2 separate regions of the Anas platyrhynchos genome follow, and region 1 is linked to region 2. A link is a contact called in public Hi-C data. All regions are on one chromosome and are shown on one strand. The core of a region is the stretch at or near the end of the contact, and the rest is flanking DNA. Distances in the headings are between cores, read along the strand shown.

Region 1 (3,923 bases), core at 580-3,079, 97 kb after region 2:
AAATGTACTAAAATTCTGATTGGTAATGGTTACTTCAGCCAAAACAGAAAAAAACAAACGCTGAAGTACAAGACAAAGGCAAGTAAGACTTCTCATAAATCTTAGCAATGTTTACATGGAAATCAAATTTAAATGTAGTCCACATTTGCTGTCCATGTTGTCCAAGTGTCACTGTCTTCCTCAAGCTTTCAAACTTATTTGTAACTGACTATAGCTGGAATGAAACAATACAATGTGCAATGGAGTTACCTGTTTTACAAGAACTCCTCCAAAATTGCTCGCTAGTATAAGAAATAAGAGTCCCTGCTATCATTCTATACACTACACAAGTTCAGTGGAATGAACTCCCATAATAAAAGACACACTTGTAAATGCTGAGTGGTCAGAAAAGAAACTGACAGCGTAACACCTGTAGCTGTTATACTCTCATTCAGAAAGTACTTAGCACTAATCTGCCCAATCTTCCAGTGCCATTAAACAAGAGGAGCATGTGAAAAGAATAGTTTCTACCTGCCATAAAACAGTGAAGAGAGCAAGTACATATGCACTACCCTCCTGTATTCTACAAAGCTTCAGCACTGTAATCTACATTTAGAAATTTATGTCTTTACGATGCTCGTCTCTTTACTGAATCAAATACCTGTTAGATATAGGATTTGGTACGCTATGTTCAGATAGGAGGATAAAATGTTCAGACTAACCTCAAAAGGATTCAAGTTGAAATAGGAAGATCCGGGTCTGGTCAGCCTGTCAATTTGGTTTTTTGATGTTAAAACTGAGTCTCGTTTTTCAATTTGTTTTACCTGAAGAGCAGAAGAGACCTTTATTAACTTTATTATCACAACATGCTCACCTGCTTTCCTGTGTGATCACTATACCAATTACCATCCAGTGCAACAATTTATAATACCTCTTGGATCTCCCAAACCTGTAGTTACTTTACTCAAGCAGGACATTTTTTTCAGCATATTCTACAGCATGACAGTGATTTCAACGTTACCTTTTAAAGGTAAATAATAATAATAAAAAACCACTTCTGTCCACCTCTTACATATCTTATGCTCAACTGCTGTGGCTTTGTCACCTCATTTCAGTCCTACACTTCACCAGCACTGTCATCGTGATCCCTCAGATACCTGCTGCAAAATTTTAACCCAACATCTGCAGGAGAGCCCATTAAACGTTTACTCACACCAGTGCAAGCATACAAACGCTTTATTCTACCAGCGATTATTTAATTTAGTTCAGTTTACTTTTTTTTTTTTTCCCGTTAATCTTTTTTTTTTTTTTTCCAAATAACCCCCATTAAATCGGCAGCACCCTTCCGTGGGCGATGCTGAGCTCCACACACGCCAGTCGCGCACAGGCCAAGGGGAGCAGCACAGGCTGAGGGGCAGGGGCAGGGGCAGGGGCAGGGCCGCGCACTCCCTGCGCCCCGCGCGGCCCCCCCGGCCCGGCCCGGCCCGGCCCCAGCGACGCCCCCAGCCCCTCCCTTCCCTTCCCTTCCCTTCCCTTCCCTTCCCTTCCCTTCCCTTCCCTTCGCTTCCCTTCCCGGCCGGGCCGGGCCGGGCCACCCCCCCCGGCCGTCAGGCGGGCGCCGCCGCGCCGCCAATGCCCCGGCGCGGGCAGGAGAGCGTCTCCGCGAGGCGGCGGCGGGGCGGGCAGGGCCCGGTACCTCGTTGTAGAAGGTGAGGAACGCCTCCTCGGCGGCGCCCCCCGCCCCGCGCTCCCCCGGAGCCGCCATGGCCAGCACCGCGTGACGCCACGCGCGCGCCCGAGCGCGACGCTGAGGCCGAGCGGCGAAGGCGGCGCCCCCCGGCACGTGACCGCCGCGGCGCAGCCATGGCGACGGGCCCCGCCCCGCGCACGGCGGGGGAGGGGGGGGCGGGGCCGCGCGGAGCTCCCTCAGGCGGCCGCGGGCGGCGCGCCCGGCCCCTCCCTCCTGGGGTGCCGTGGACGTGCCTGGGCCGGGCGCGGCGTCGGCCCCGCCCCCGCGCGCCGCTGCCTCGTCCGCGCGGCGGCCCAAGGGCAGGCGGCCATGGCGGCGGCAGTGGCGCTGCGGGGCGGCCTGCGCGGGGCTCTGGTGGCGCAGCAGCAGCGCGCCTGGAGCTCGGGCTCGGGCGCCGACCAGGTGGGGGCGGCGGGCCGGGGCGGCGGGGGTCGCGCGGCCGCCGTCCCCTCACCGCTGTCTTTCCTCGCAGCTGGGCGAGCTGGGCAAAGGCGCCGGGAAGGGCGGCGGCGGCGGCGGCGCCATCCGCGAGGCCGGCGGCGCCTTCGGCAAGAAGCAGGCGGCCGAGGAGGAGCGGTACTTCAGGTGAGCGCGGGTGCGGCCGGGCCTGCCGGGGGTCTGCCTCGCCCCGCACGGCCCGGCCCGGCCCGGCCCGGCCCGGTCGGTCACCGGCCGTGTGCGAGGCCGAAGCCTGGCCTCCGCCCTCCCCCCCTCCACACACACACTCCTAGCACGGCGCCGGGGCGTTGTGCTGCCCACGGGTGTGCGCTGCCGTGACCGGGAGCTGCCGGGCATCTCGTGGCGTGCTTTCTTGCAGGGAAAAGGAGAGGGAGCAGCTCGCTGCCTTGAGGAAGCACCATGAGGAAGAGATCGATCACCACAAGAAAGAGATAGAGCGACTGCAGAAAGAAATCGAGCGTCATAAGTATAAGATCAAGAAGCTTAAAGATGATGACTAAGCTGTCGCTACTGCTGAGTTCTGTTTGCCTTGTATGGCCACTACTTATTACGGTGTAAAACAGCATCGAAGACTGTATGCTTTGGCCAAAGTGATCCAAATTTGTCCTATTGTACTGTGGTCTGCAACAATGTCAAATAAACTACTCAGTCTCTCTCTTCTGCTCAGTAACTGTTTAATTAAAAAAAAATCTACTGTGTGATTTTAAACGTCATAGTTCTTCTGAAAAAGTATAGTCATAGAATTACAGAATATCCGGAGTTGGAAGGGATCCATAAGGATCATCAAGTCCAATTCCTGGCACCACGCAGGTCTACCCCAAATTCTAGACCACGTGACTAAATGCACAGTCCAAACACTTCTTTAATTCAGACAGGCTTGGTGCAGTGACTACTGCCATGGGGAGCCTATTCCAGTGTGCGACCACCCTCTCGGTGAAGAACATTTTCCTGATGTCTAGCCTAAAGTAGACAAAAACCATCATTGTTCTTCTGTTCTTAAGTAGGCAGTCCTGTATATAACTTTACAATTTTATTTATTTATTTTTAAAGAAATGACCATGGGTTGTTAGTGCACTAACTTTACTGTTAAAACTGCAAGAAAAGTAGAAAAACGTGAAAAGGTATTTGTGTAGAGACTTGTTAACACAGAAATAACTTCCTAAAGAAAATTCATTTAGGGTCGTGCAGGGAGAAGACAGTGTAGTAGACTACAGTAGCAGAGTGTGAATAAAAGGTTATTTTGTTGCACTTAGCGATTAGTGCCATAAACAAATGGAAAAAAAACACTTCTAAATCATGGTGATTTGACTTGGGGTTGTGCAAATTTCTGGAGCAACGCAGCTGAAATACTTCTACATAAATGTTACTTTCTCCAAAGACTTTTTTTCCAAATGGTGGTTTTCTTTCTGTAGTTCTGGGTGTTTCTTATACAAGTCTTCTTTCAAACAAAGATGAATTAAGGTGCATCATACACAGGTTCAGTCACATGAGATTTCCTTACAAGAAATCAGCAAGATACCTACTGAAACAGTGTGGTCTTATTTCACTGAGCCCTGAAAATAAGGGGATTGTATGTAATAAGAATGGATGCGTAAGAAAATAGGCTTTCCTTCCTCACCTTTACTGCCTTCCCTGTTAAATTTGCCTGAACAGGCTTGTAATTTCTATCACTGCTAAAAAGCCCCCCTATGTTAAAGTAAATTAAACTGTCAAGTGTTGCAATGAAGCTGGACTA
Region 2 (3,713 bases), core at 1,017-3,516:
TGAAGCGCAGAAGGGACCTGGTAGGATGTCTGCAGGCTGTAGGACCGAGCAGGATGCTGTTCTTCTGCCTCTGCTTGTGGTTCTCCAGCCATTCATGTCTCACATCCGTTGCTTCCTTGACAGAAAATGCAGGAGGGTGGACTCGGGCCTGTGTGGCCCACTGGCCTATGCTGGGCCTGGAGAGGGACCTGGGGGACCTTTATGATCCTTCCCCTGCGTCTCCTAGGCTGTGCCTAAAGTGCACCCCCCCCTGCACCTACCTCACCTTGTGGTCCTGTATAGCACAGTGTGCCCTTGGCCAGGGCCCAAGGGTCAGGAGAGCAGTCAGGAGCATGCTGGGGAGCAGGGAGGTGCTCTTGGGGACACGTGTGGAGAGTGGAGCGGAGCCCACGGAGGAGGTGCTTTGGTACCTATCTCAGAAAGGGGATGAGCCCCCTAAGTATCCCTGTGAAGAAACAGGGAGCTGAATCATGTCCTGGCTCTGTGGAGGCAGAGCTCTTCTGCCATTGTGGGCTGGGGGTTTCCCTGGCCGGGGAAACGGGCTCTGCAGAGCTCTTTGGTCCTGTTGCCTCTTTCCCATCTCCTGGTCCAGCCGCCAGGCTTGGGCAAGGGAGAAGTCCTCCAGGAGCAGCACCAGCCTGCTCCTTGCGGAGGGCAGGAAGCCAGGGAGGCAAAAGAAGAAAAAGAGATGCTGATGCTCTGACTCCCCAGAGCTGCTGCTTTGCATGCCAGTGGGATGCACGTTTTAGCAATGTCTGGCAGAGTGATATTTGGAGCAGGGCCAATCCCAGCTCTGTCTGCCCTTTGCATCTCTGCTGCTGTGTTTGCAGGACTGGGGATCTGCACTGCCTTCCTGTGTGTGACCTGGTCTCTGCTGGACTATCACCAGTCCCTGCGCTCCTTCTTGCAGGACAAGTATGAGCTGAGCCTGGGCTCCTCAGTTGTCTACTTCCTGTGGAACCTCTCCCTCACCTGCCCCCGCATCCTCGTGGTCGCCCTCTTTGCCCTGCTGTGGCCCTACGGCGTCGCTATTCACTTCCTGCTCGTGTGGCTGGCGATGTTCCTCTGGGTCAGCTTGCAGGGCACAGACTTCATGGAGTCACCTGGCCCTGAGCAGCTCTACCGGGCCATTGTGGCTGTGATCCTGTACTTCAGCTGGTTCAACGTGGCTCCAGGGAGGACACTGTACCGCAGCATCATCTATCATGGCTTCATCCTGGTGGACAGCACGCTGCTGGCCCTGTCCTGGCTCTTGTGCCACTCCCCTTTGGACGAGCACTTCTACCTCATCCCAGTGGTCTCTGCTGCCCTGCCCTGCTATCTTCTGGGGCTGCTGCTGAGAGTCAGCTACTACAAGTGGCTGCACCCCAGCGCACGAGCACAGAAGCAGGGCAGCTATGATGAGGTGGATGCCAACAGGAGGACCGATGGGCTGGAGTTTCGGACTGCCTTGGAGCCGGACCTTGTGAACAGGAGGATGCAGTGCCTGGCCCAGCACCAGTTCGTGGTACCTGTCCTGGCAGAGCAGCACTTGCTGAACGGGGCTGCTGCTGCTGACGCTGCTGTCTGAGGCCGGGTCCTCCAGCTCCTCAGGAAGGAGTCCTGCCTCCTCAAAGTGGTCTGACTTGCTGGGGAGATAAGTTTGCTAGTTCTCTCGGTTATTCCTCTGTGTGCCTCAGACTGCTGTTTTGGACAGCTTGGTGCTACGTCCAGGATGCTGGAGGGGCTGGGCAGAAAGCTGGGGAGATCTGCGAGTGCCTGGCCAGTCCCACGGCACAAAGCAGGGCTCCCACTGCTTCACTGGAGGAGAGCCACAGTGCTCGGGGCGGAGGCCAGTACATTGTGAATGCACTGTTGTGTCAACCTTTCTCGTTATTTATTATTAGGCTTTTCAAAAAAAACAAAAAACAAAACAACTGTTCATCCTCTTTGTCTGTGCCTCTCTTGGTGCCTGCTGCCAAGGTTGCTCCTCATGGATGTGGCTGCTGGTAGCAGAGAGCTCATTTTCCTTGGCAGCAGCTGTGGGGTGTTTTCTGGTGTGTTTTCCCACTTCCAATGTTTTGCTGTTAAGGTCAAAAATTGCCCAGTATCAAGATGTGACTCAGAGCCCTGCTGAGAGGGGCAGAGAAGAACGTGAGGGCTCTCTGCAGCCTGGCACCCACCTGGGAGAGTGGCTGCCTTGGGAGGGCAGCGGTTGTAGGGTGCCTGCACCTCTGTAGGGTGTTATAGGGGTCCTGGGGTGGGATGCGGGGCAAGGGGGGGTCATGTAAGCAGTGGCTTCACCGCTCTGAAAACGCGAGAGCACTTTCACACAGGGCCCTGCTCACACTGCCCCTTCATGCCCTTCCCACTGTCCAGGGAGATGGGCAGTGCTGAGCTCAGCTCTCTTCAGGAGCTCAGCTCCTGTGCAGAGAGGGCACGGGACAAAGCAGCACCTGCCTGCAGAGTGGCCTGTGCTGGAGTTTCTGCAGCCCCCAGCAAGCCACTCCTCCCGCACTGGCACTTGCAGAAAGAGCTTGCGTGAGCAGGGTAAGAGGCGCTCGGGCAGCAGGCCCTGCGCTGTGCCCGTGCTCTTGTCCCTGGGGGCAGCTCAGGGCAGCCACAGCACAGCTGGGAGCTGGGGCCAGGCCCTGGGCACAGGCTGGTAGGGCTGCAGCTTGGTTCAGCACTTGTGGCTTAAATGTCACCTTACAGTCCCTTTGTAGCCATTCCTACCACCACCAACTACAGCTGTGACCAGGCTGGAACAACCCAGGGTCGGTTTCTTGGCTGTAACAGTGGCACAGGGGGGAGGGCTGGACATGGGGCTGCAGCATGGGAACTGTGGCAGAGCCTGGGCCCATTGCCCGGATACATGGTGCTTGCCCAGGCAAGCTCCAAGGCAGCTCCTGGCTCCTTCTGCTGTTGCATGGCCCACCACAGCCCCTTCCCCATCCACCCCCTGTTGCAGGAGGGGACTGGCCCATACCAGGTGCTTTGGGAAGGGCGGTGCATGGGGAGGCAGCCAGATGCAGCTGAACTGCTCCTGTCCCATGAACCTGCCACAAGATAAGCCCAGGGCAAAGGCCTGGTGCAGCAGCTGTGCTGTAGTGCCACTGGAGGAGGCTGGTTGCTGGACTTGTGCAAAAGGGAAGCGGGGGGAAAAAAGGGCAGGGTTTGTGCCTCACTACCCAAGCACAACGTGACTTATGTGGGCAGCAGAGCAGAGCCAAAGGTCATGGAACTGCACTGCTGTCTGCTGCAGGAACCCCCGGGAGAGCAGGGGCATCCAGGGGCTGTGCTGGGACCTGAGGCGCAGTCACCCAAACTCCTTTGCTGGCACTGATGGCCTCCCAGCCAGGGCCATCACCGAGGGCAGGGACCAACTGCAGGGAGGGGCTGTCAGAGAACAGACTGAAGCACTGACTATAGAAAATAAAGAAAATAAAGACTTTATTTTTTTTCCAGTTCATAGGACAGCTCCCGTTACACAGAACACAAACAGGCAACGACTGCGCAGCCAGCAGCCCCTGGGGCTCCCCTCCTTCCGCCACGCTGGGAAGTCACCGCAGAAAAGGCTGCTGCAGGCTCAGGGGGCTCCTGCTGCTTTCTGCACCACTGTAGGCTGAGGGCCAACACTGGCATTTCCCCCAGAGCATGTGGAGGCACCACACACCATGATCAGATGGTTGTTTTTTAAGACTGCATCTGCAGTTAAAAGCAGGGAGGAGGCC

The links. A called contact is a pair of places that touch in the nucleus more often than the background predicts.
Region 1: a contact with region 2 is called in a Hi-C map of subcutaneous adipose tissue, with 2.2 times the contacts expected there. The contact joins the promoter of DNAJC8 here to the enhancer-like site in region 2. A contact is called at or near these places in 2 of 8 Hi-C or Micro-C datasets (skeletal muscle and subcutaneous adipose tissue).

What each region holds. Positions count from the first base shown.
Region 1 is chr24:7,134,109-7,138,031 of IASCAAS_PekinDuck_T2T, forward strand. It overlaps DNAJC8 (DnaJ heat shock protein family (Hsp40) member C8), which reads right to left and starts at 1,830. Exons shown (of 9, transcript XM_027443735.2): 1 at 1,676-1,830; 2 at 702-803. The coding sequence starts at 1,744. It overlaps ATP5IF1 (ATP synthase inhibitory factor subunit 1), which reads left to right and starts at 1,967. Exons shown (of 3, transcript XM_027443736.3): 1 at 1,967-2,131; 2 at 2,202-2,314; 3 at 2,547-2,843. The coding sequence starts at 2,039. The coding sequence ends at 2,688.
Region 2 is chr24:7,036,890-7,040,602 of IASCAAS_PekinDuck_T2T, forward strand. XKR8 (XK related 8) reads left to right here. Exons shown (of 3, transcript XM_027443730.3): 3 at 831-1,921. The coding sequence ends at 1,570. EYA3 (EYA transcriptional coactivator and phosphatase 3) reads right to left here. Exons shown (of 17, transcript XM_027443729.3): 17 at 3,416-3,713. Among named protein-coding and RNA genes, the nearest start is that of XKR8, 3.3 kb to the left of the region's middle. Within about 2 kb of position 2,267, at least 3 of the 8 cell types and tissues checked have an H3K27ac peak or open chromatin away from gene starts, as enhancers often do.